2 separate regions of the Mus musculus genome follow, and region 1 is linked to region 2. A link is a contact called in public promoter capture Hi-C data. All regions are on one chromosome and are shown on one strand. Each heading gives the region's core, a stretch centred on a gene start, on an enhancer-like site or on the middle of the called end of the contact. The rest is flanking DNA. Distances are from core to core; before and after follow the strand shown. Region 1 has its middle 22 kb from the start of Adam19. Region 2 holds the start of Fndc9 (fibronectin type III domain containing 9).

Region 1 (3,918 bases), core at 609-3,108, 200 kb before region 2:
TGCACCGCTAGATTTGTCCCACATTATTTTCTAATCCCGAAAGCTCCTTTGACATTTTACAGCTGAGGAATTCAAGGCGCAGAGAGGTGTGTGTTTTGTATTTTGACCACAGTAATTACTCAAAAGGCACAAGGAAGAGACAGAAATCCAACCCAAGTCTGCCTGGTCCTAATTTTCCTTGATGTAAAACCTCTCTAAAACACAGTGCTAACTCTCTTCGCTAATGAAAAGGCATCCACGTGCCCAGGGTTGAAAATCTCCCCACAGATGCTTCCACTCGACTATAAATGTCATCCTGAAATGACGATCAGCAATGATGGCTTCATCTCTTGTGAAGGATTTTGGCTTTTAAAGGAGACAGAAAATCTTTTTTTTTCTCTCTTTCAAGCTCTGCTCTAAATGGGATCTTTAACCTTGAACCATCCAAGAACGCTGACCATGGGCGGCTGTCTTTCCCCAGTCTCGGTCTGTATCCTACTCATCTCCAGGCACATCATTCTTGTTCTGTTTTCCTTGGCTTTGCCCTGCCCTGGGGAGCTCTGGTTCTAGAGAGCGCAGAGAAGGGCCATGCACGTATCGCTGACCCCTATGCTTCAGGACCGAGAAGGAGATGATGGGCTGAAGTGATTTCTGGGGCCCCTCTTTGTGCCAGATGCACCATCAAGATGATCACAGCCCCAGTTTTTCTCTGTGTGTTTTCTACCATTTCTGGTTTCAAAGCCCATTCTCTGCTAAGGGCAAGTACTGCCTCCTCAAATGCACTCGCTCTCTCTTTTGAATTGTTTTTTTTTTTTTTTTTTTTCTTGATCCATCAGGAAAAGCCCTCTGATTTGTAGTCTCTGAATCATGGTCCCCATAGGGCACCGAAATTACTCAGCCTATAAAAGGATATAGGACCTTGGAAAGTGGCCCTGGCCCCCAGGAAGTGGCATGACTTATTTAAATGCCATGCTTCATGCAGCGCCCACTGTTGTATCAGACGACAGTTTGGCCACCTCTTCCTCTGCCAGCATCTGCTGCCACTTCAGCTTTGTCAGTCTGTCTAACTTATAAGCTTATAAACATGGGTCAGTATTAGCGGGTAACAAGAACGGCAAGCAGATGAATCCTTACTGGATAGCTCCATCTATATTTTTTTTTCCAGTAAACGTGCATTTCACAATCGTAATGGTAGGACTAACTTGGGCCGATCATAGGGAAAGCATTGTGCCAGATGCCAAGGCTCTGGTGATAGTGAAGTCAGATGGTCATGTCTGCCTCAATCACAGTGGTAATCGAGGTCACTGGACTGATACAGACTTTATAGCAATTCAGAGAAGTAACGTGAACTGTCTTCCTAGCTCTCCTGAGCATCGTGATGAAGAACAGTTGAAAAGTACAGGTTTAGTGGAGGTGGTGATTCGATCCCCAGATACATTCTCTCTACAGTTCCTAGAGCGGCATGAAATCTAGTGTACGAGAGAACACATAACAGCAGAGTTCTCTGATGGTCCAGGCCACGCACTGCCCTTTCCTGAAGAAGCTTAGGTAACCCAGTGTTTTTCTCTTTCTTCCTTTTGGGATTCCTCATATAGTCAGAGTGAAAACCCATCACCTTGGCTGACTCAGAAGCCTCTCCTTGATGAGCTGGTGATGATGATGACGCATGTCTTTAACCCCAGCACTCAGCAGACAGAGGGAGAAGGATTTCTGTGAGTTGCAGCCCAGCCAGAGTGGGGACCCCCATCTTTAAAACAAACAAACAAAAACTGGGGGGGAAATCCCTTTTGCTCTGGTTTCTGCCCCTCACTGGCTCTTCTGATGCTCACACCATCCCTCCTGTCTCCTCAAATGCCCAATTGACCTCACCTCCCTGAAATCACATTGAGCGTTTAGCTCTACACAGCTTCCTCTGCAGCTCTGGGCTATGCCCCAGGGTAAAACTGCTTATCACTTGGACTCCTGCAATCATTGTTCTCATCTCTATCTGACTTCTTCCTGGCAGAGCGTCCTCCTCACTTTAGAAAGATCCCCTTGATGCTCTGCTCTGCATCCACGAAGTGCTGAAGACAAGCAGGGTTCCCAAGAGTGGGCTCATTCATGATCATAGCCCAGAACTCCTCATTCTAGTTGATCCCAACAACAGCAAATCACTCAAGAAAGGCCATTGGGGCTTCTCCAAGGGTCAACAAGAAAGAGAGAACCTCTTTATAAGTCAGGGTTACAGTCATCAACAACATAAGCACATACATTGTGACATTGGTCTTGATTACCAACTAAATGGGAATTAAAATCACCCTGGAGACAAACCTCGAGGACTGTCAGAAAGACTGAATTGAGGTGGGAAGACCTAGGCTGGATGTGAAGAGCTTCAGTCCATGAGCTGGGGTCCCAGACTGAACACAAAGCTGAACGCAGGAGCGCACTAGCCTTTTTCTCTCTCTCTGCTTCCTGACTGAGCACCAGCCGCCTCCCTCGTCCACAGTCTTCTGTCATGGCAGCTTTTGTCAATACTCTTTGCCAGCCATGATGGAGTGAACCCTTGAAGTGTGAGTTGAAATAAACCCCTCTTTCTTCAAGTTACTTTTCATAGGTATTTTGTCACAGATATGAGAAAAACAGTACACACACACACACACACACACACACACACACACACACACACATACACACTCATGGGTCCATCCTGCCTGATACCTGAGCTGTACTTGAAGGAAGGGACCTTAAAAAGAACATGAACTCCAAGGTGGGATTCATGAGGGTGGTCCAAGATTTTGTGATTCCCAGATTATCGGATTCCCAAACTCTATCACTCTTTAATCCCCTGATAATTTCTATGACACCCCTATTCAAGAGGAAGACTTCACAATCTCATTTATTAAGTAATCAAGTGGCCATAACTTGGCTAATATTTATATCATAACAGCTTAGTAATTATTTGAAAAATGACATACATAGATGGAAAAATAATGTTTTATTGTAGTTCCAAGCAACCACACACTGACTAATAGATTTGTGCTCTTGTTGGGCCTGGCACACACCCCCACTTCTTATTTTCAGACTGAACTACATTTTCATTTCCCAGTTTTTAAAATCTCAGAAATTACCAAATACAAGCCACCCAGCTTTGCAAAAAATATGTCATTGATAGGAGAGCAGCAGGGTTTAAAAAGGAAATGATTTTTTTCAGACAGTTTGTGTGATGTCAAACAAATGTCAATCCATTTCCCTTAAATGCCCCAGAGCACCCCGATAATTTTCAGTGGCTGCCAAGGGTGACATGGTATACAGTTTGGGATTCATGACACCCCCCCCCCCACACACACACACAACAGGATTTCCTACCATGAAAATTAATTGAAAACAAACTGAAGAAATGAACATAAAATGAATATGCTACATTTTTATTTTAAGGAAAATAGAACATTGCTTTCTGATTCTGAGGTAGGAAGCAATTTCCTAAATGGGTCTCAAAAATATTTGAAAAATTAAAAATGATAAATCCTGTATTACTATTAAGACTTTTCTATGGTAAAATATTTTATACTTAAAAGAAAATTTTTGTTTGTTTCTTTTTTAAAGATTTACTTGTCTTATTTATACGCGTAGACTGTAGCTTCTGGTGTGCCCTCTTCAGACACACCAGGAGAGGGCGTCAGACCCCATTACAGATGGTTGTGAGCCACCATGTGGTTGCTGGGAATCAAACTCAACCTCTGGAAGAGCAGTCAGTGCTCTTAACTGCTGAGTCATCTCTCTAGACCCAAAGAAATTGTTTATGAAACCCAGTATCATGTGCAATGAATATATACCAATAAAGAAAATTCCTAAAATATTTTTAATAAAAAAAAAACAGATTCTCTAGAAAGTAAAAGAATGTATTTAGATACATGACTGAACACCTGTAGCCAAGATGTTTTAAAAACTCCAACAAAGCAA
Region 2 (4,322 bases), core at 1,190-3,689:
TGTCTTGGATGCTTTGTCCAAGAACCAAGGAGGAAGCTGACTTTTGAAACTGTATTTTATCTTTAACTGATGCATAGGCATTGTACGTATTTATGGGAAGCGGCGTGACATTCAGCGCATACAGATCACAGTGAGGCCTGACATATCCATGACCTCAGACATTTATGTATTGAGGACATTCAAAATCCTCTATTGTTACTCTGAAACGATGGATTGCTGTCAACCATAGCTATCCTGCCGTGTTACAGAGCGCTAGGAGTTATTCCTCATGTTCAATGCCACCTTTCCTACTGTGCCTCTGTCTCCTACTCTCTCCAGGCTCATGTGACCATTGCGTTCTTTTCCTTGAAATTAACTTTTTAGTTTCCATAAAGATGGAAGCATATATGTACATGTGAGGTCCATCGTAGCCAGGCACTAAAAGACAAGGGCATGAAGGGGTGTGTGTATGTGTCTATTATGTAAAATCCAGGGTTCCCAGGGTAAAGCATTTACCATGTAGTCGAGAGGGCTGGGTTTAGAACTCTAGCATCTAGTAAATGCTGGACAAACATGGTCTGTGTGTAATCCCAGAAGGCCGAGTGAGGCAGGAGCTAGCTAGCTAGTGTACAACAGTGAAATCAGCGAGTTCTAGGTTCAACTAAGAGACCGTGCTTCGATAGATTAGGTGCATAGTGATTGGAGAAGTCATCTGATATCCACTATCAGCTTCTGGCATCCACACGGACACACACATAGTCACACCCATCTGCACACATACACCAGAACACTACACACACACACACACACACACACACACAAATTTAGAACTCATCTCACCCTCCATTCAGACATGTCCAGGCTCTTGGACAGATGACAGTGAGATATTTTTGTAATGTTGAGGAGACCAGGAAGGAATTTGTTGGGATAAACAGAAAATTCAGGAGTCCTCAAAGGCAAGGCAGACTGGGTCCCATCTGCCCCAGGAACACTAAGCAGCTTCCATTTCTCGCGTCAGTTCCAGGTGACTGACTGACTGACTGGCTGACTGGCTGGCTGGCTGGCAAGCAGCCGTTCATTCATATGTCTGTGCTCAGAACTCCAAGGCTGAGTGTGAGCTCAGCCAGGAGGGGAGATGTGCTGTATTCCTAGAATGCTGTGACAGACTGGCACAAACATGGTGGCTCATAAGTGACAGGATGCTTTCTCACACAGTTCTGTGGACAGGAAGCCTGAAATCAGCACGTCTGCAGGACAGCTCCCCTGTCCCGTCCCCCCATCCCCATCCCCTATCCCCGCCCGCTGCTCATGGATCCATTGCTTCCACTCCTGCCTCTGCCTCCACATGGCCTCCTCTTGTGTGTGTGTCTCCATGGGTTCAAACGTTCATTCTCTTAGAAAGACTCCATAGAAGTGATCAAGGGTGATTTCATCTCGCGATCCTTAACTAATTAACACCCATGAAGGCTCTACTTCTAAAGCCATGCTCTAAAGTTCATGTTGAGGGACCACCAGTCCATGGGAGATAATGGTTGAGCAATCTTGACAAGGGTATTTGAAATGTTGGTACCCGTGTTTTGCCCCTGAGGTGTTCGAAGCTTTAGAGTTGAAGGAACTGGGATCCAGGCAATACAAGAATCTCGCCCAGAACCATCATGTAGAGGCACTGCAGGAAATGAGAGGAAGGAGGGGGAGAATTTCCAGGGGGGAAGTGGGACAGGAAAGGAGGGGACAAGTTCGCCACAGAACCGAAGGGCATCTTTGCATTTGAAACCACTATCCACAGATGGAGATGGAGTAAGACAATGATCACTGGTCAGCCTTCAAGATGGCTCAGCAGTAAACCCCTTACCTCAAGGAGCCTCAGGACCTGAGTTCAATCCCCAGAACCCACATAAAAATGCCAGACACGGGGGTGTGCCTTTGTACCTCAGAGCTTGCAAAGCTCACTGGCCAGCTGGCCTTAGCCTGCTGGGTGCAAATTCCAGGCTCATGAGAGACTTTGTCTCAAACAGAGAGTAGACGGTTCTGGAGAAATGACACTTAAGGGCTGCCTTCTGATCTCTACATAGGTATGACATGAACATGTGTACCTGAAGAGAGAGAGAGAGAGAGAGAGAGAGAGAGAGCGCCAACTACAGAGAAAATACACAAGCACTAGAAGAATGTGCTATCTTGGGGATCAACCTGCAAAATTTTTCAACCTGCTCGTTTCTTGCTGAAGGAACCAAAGCTCCTTTCACTGGCAAAAGCCTACTCAGACTGGTCCCTGAAAGCATTGTGCGTAGATGCCTGCTGGTTGCCATGGTGAATGATGCTGATCTGAAGAATGAATAATGTGAGCGTTGGGGGCGACAGTGGGATTACTCAGTGGTGAGTGAGAAACATCAAGGAGAGCCTGGTGCGGAGGAGGGAGAAGAGGGAGAAGCTCGTCACCTGGGATCCGGTCCGCTCCGGCTCAGAGGGGAGACGTCTATACCAGACACACTGCGAGCATCAGGTAAGAGGCATGGATGGCTGTCTTGGAAATAAAAATGGCTTTTCCTTTCACACTCTGCCTGGAGAGGGGCCAGGCTGTGGGGACTGGATAGCTAAAAATGGGAAGAGTTTAAAAACAGAAGACGGGGAGAAAAAAAAAAATAAATACGAAGAGATGGATTTGTCCCTGGAAGCTGGAGATGCTGTAGAAGCAGTCTCGGTGGAAGCTCTTAGAAACGTCTGCTGCAGGGAACCCAGGCTATAAGATGGCCAGCAGCAGGGGGGAGGCAAGCAGAAGGGGAGGTATGTGTACAAGGACAGGATGCCCGATCACCCCGATGGGAGGGCCTTACAGGGCGCCTGTGTATTAACAGGGTATGAATTCCGCCCACTTACGGAGGTTGGAAGTGTGTTTGTTGGGTATGTAGGTCCCTGGGTGGGGAGGTGGGCATACATCAAGAGACCCGAGGGAGAGTAAGTCCGTTTCCTTCTGAAAGCCATCTCTGGGAGGCTCTGTACACCCCTGCCTCATCTTTTGTATTTCCCATTTACTGGGTGCAAATTCCCAGCCACGTGGAGAGGAGGAAGCTGCTTTCTCAAGCATGTCACTGTCTTTAGAGATGGAAACCAAGGACTGAAAACTTACTTCACGCTGTTACGTTTTCCCCTGGCTCACCTAGCCTAACAACACAAGCCCAGAAACAGAAATCAGTTTGGCTTAATATTCACTTTGGGCTGAACGTGCCCGCTTGCCATTTCAATCTTCCGCAGCATCTGCACTTCTGGCTGGGGATGGGGAATGGAGAAGAAGGCAGAGGGAGACCGGAACATATAGAGCCTGGCAACGCTTGTCTAGATTTTTGATCAGGGGGGATTCAGAAGGAAAGCTTTCTCTCAATCGGAGAGAATGAAAGAAAACCCAAAAACCTTGATGCCTCTCCTTTACCAAAGCTGAAAGGCTTACAATCTGAACAGGGCTCATCTGCCATACAGCCAACCAGGGTACCTCATTTACCAATAATTTAATAATAATAATAATAATAATAAATAATCAACAATAATAATCTATTACTGAACTCAGGGGCTCTGCATTGAAATACAGTGGCTAAGTGGGTAAGTTCTCTCTCTTCCTGTGAGCTGATACTCCAGGCCGCTCATTAATAAGATGGGAATGGAGTCTGTTATTGTGGGAGAAGCCACCTGGCACAGCCTGGATCCAGCAACTGCCGATTTGCTGTGGTTCTCAACCCCTTTGGGGGCCAAACGACCATTGGAAAACACAAACATTTACATTACAAGTCATGACGGTAGCAAAATTACAGTTATGAAGTAGCAACAAAAGCAATTTTATGGTTGGAGGGTCACCATCACATGAAGTACTGTATTAAAGGGTTACAGCATTAGGAAAGTTGGGAACTAGTGGGTTAGACAGTCACAAAAGTCATAGTACTATTGCTACTTTTAGAAGTTATGGGGCAATTAGAAGTTAAGCTATCCTGGGAGCTGAGGACCTTGATCTGAGAAACTAATTTCTTGCACCTTGGGCTTTGACAAAACAAAACACTTGCAGAAGCTTTGAGGTAGATCGCCACTGGGGGGCGCCAGAGGGAATCTCTACTAGTCATGGGAAAAGTAACTTGTCAAAAAAAAAAAAAAAAGCCATTGGGCAGAATGTTCTAGGTAACATTACAGCATTCACAGCAGAGGCAAGAGGTCAGGACTGAGCTGAGAAGCATAAGGTAGGCCCTCAGAGCTCTCTTCACGTTGCCTGTGTTTGGAAGGGCTGGGAACGACACTGTCAGTGATGGATCTCAGCCAGGATGGGCTGTGGCCGGGATGATGTGGGTACATCTTGAGCCTGAGGG

The links. Promoter capture Hi-C pulls out the DNA fragments that hold promoters and counts their contacts.
Region 1: a promoter capture Hi-C map of trophoblast stem cells shows a contact between it and region 2, with 4 times the contacts expected there. The contact joins the enhancer-like site here to the promoter of Fndc9 in region 2. A contact is called at or near these places in 21 of 39 promoter capture datasets (the 3T3-L1 cell line, the C10 cell line, cranial neural crest and 11 more), 12 of 484 Hi-C or Micro-C datasets (ECoMG myeloid progenitors, Th2 cells, bone marrow and 7 more), 4 of 115 datasets of contacts at active chromatin or transcription factors (embryonic stem cells, epiblast stem cells and stem cell-derived neural progenitor cells) and 2 of 9 other capture datasets (adipose tissue and liver).

What each region holds. Positions count from the first base shown.
Region 1 is chr11:46,032,198-46,036,115 of GRCm38.p6, forward strand. No RefSeq gene overlaps it. Among named protein-coding and RNA genes, the nearest start is that of Adam19, 22 kb to the right of the region's middle. Within about 2 kb of position 1,859, at least 5 of the 459 cell types and tissues checked have an H3K27ac peak or open chromatin away from gene starts, as enhancers often do. A contact at or near this core is called in group 2 innate lymphoid cells and trophoblast stem cells, where this site is marked.
Region 2 is chr11:46,233,118-46,237,439 of GRCm38.p6, forward strand. It overlaps Fndc9 (fibronectin type III domain containing 9), which reads left to right and starts at 2,440. Exons shown (of 2, transcript NM_177075.4): 1 at 2,440-2,479. All of the region lies in intron 23 of Cyfip2 (cytoplasmic FMR1 interacting protein 2), which reads right to left.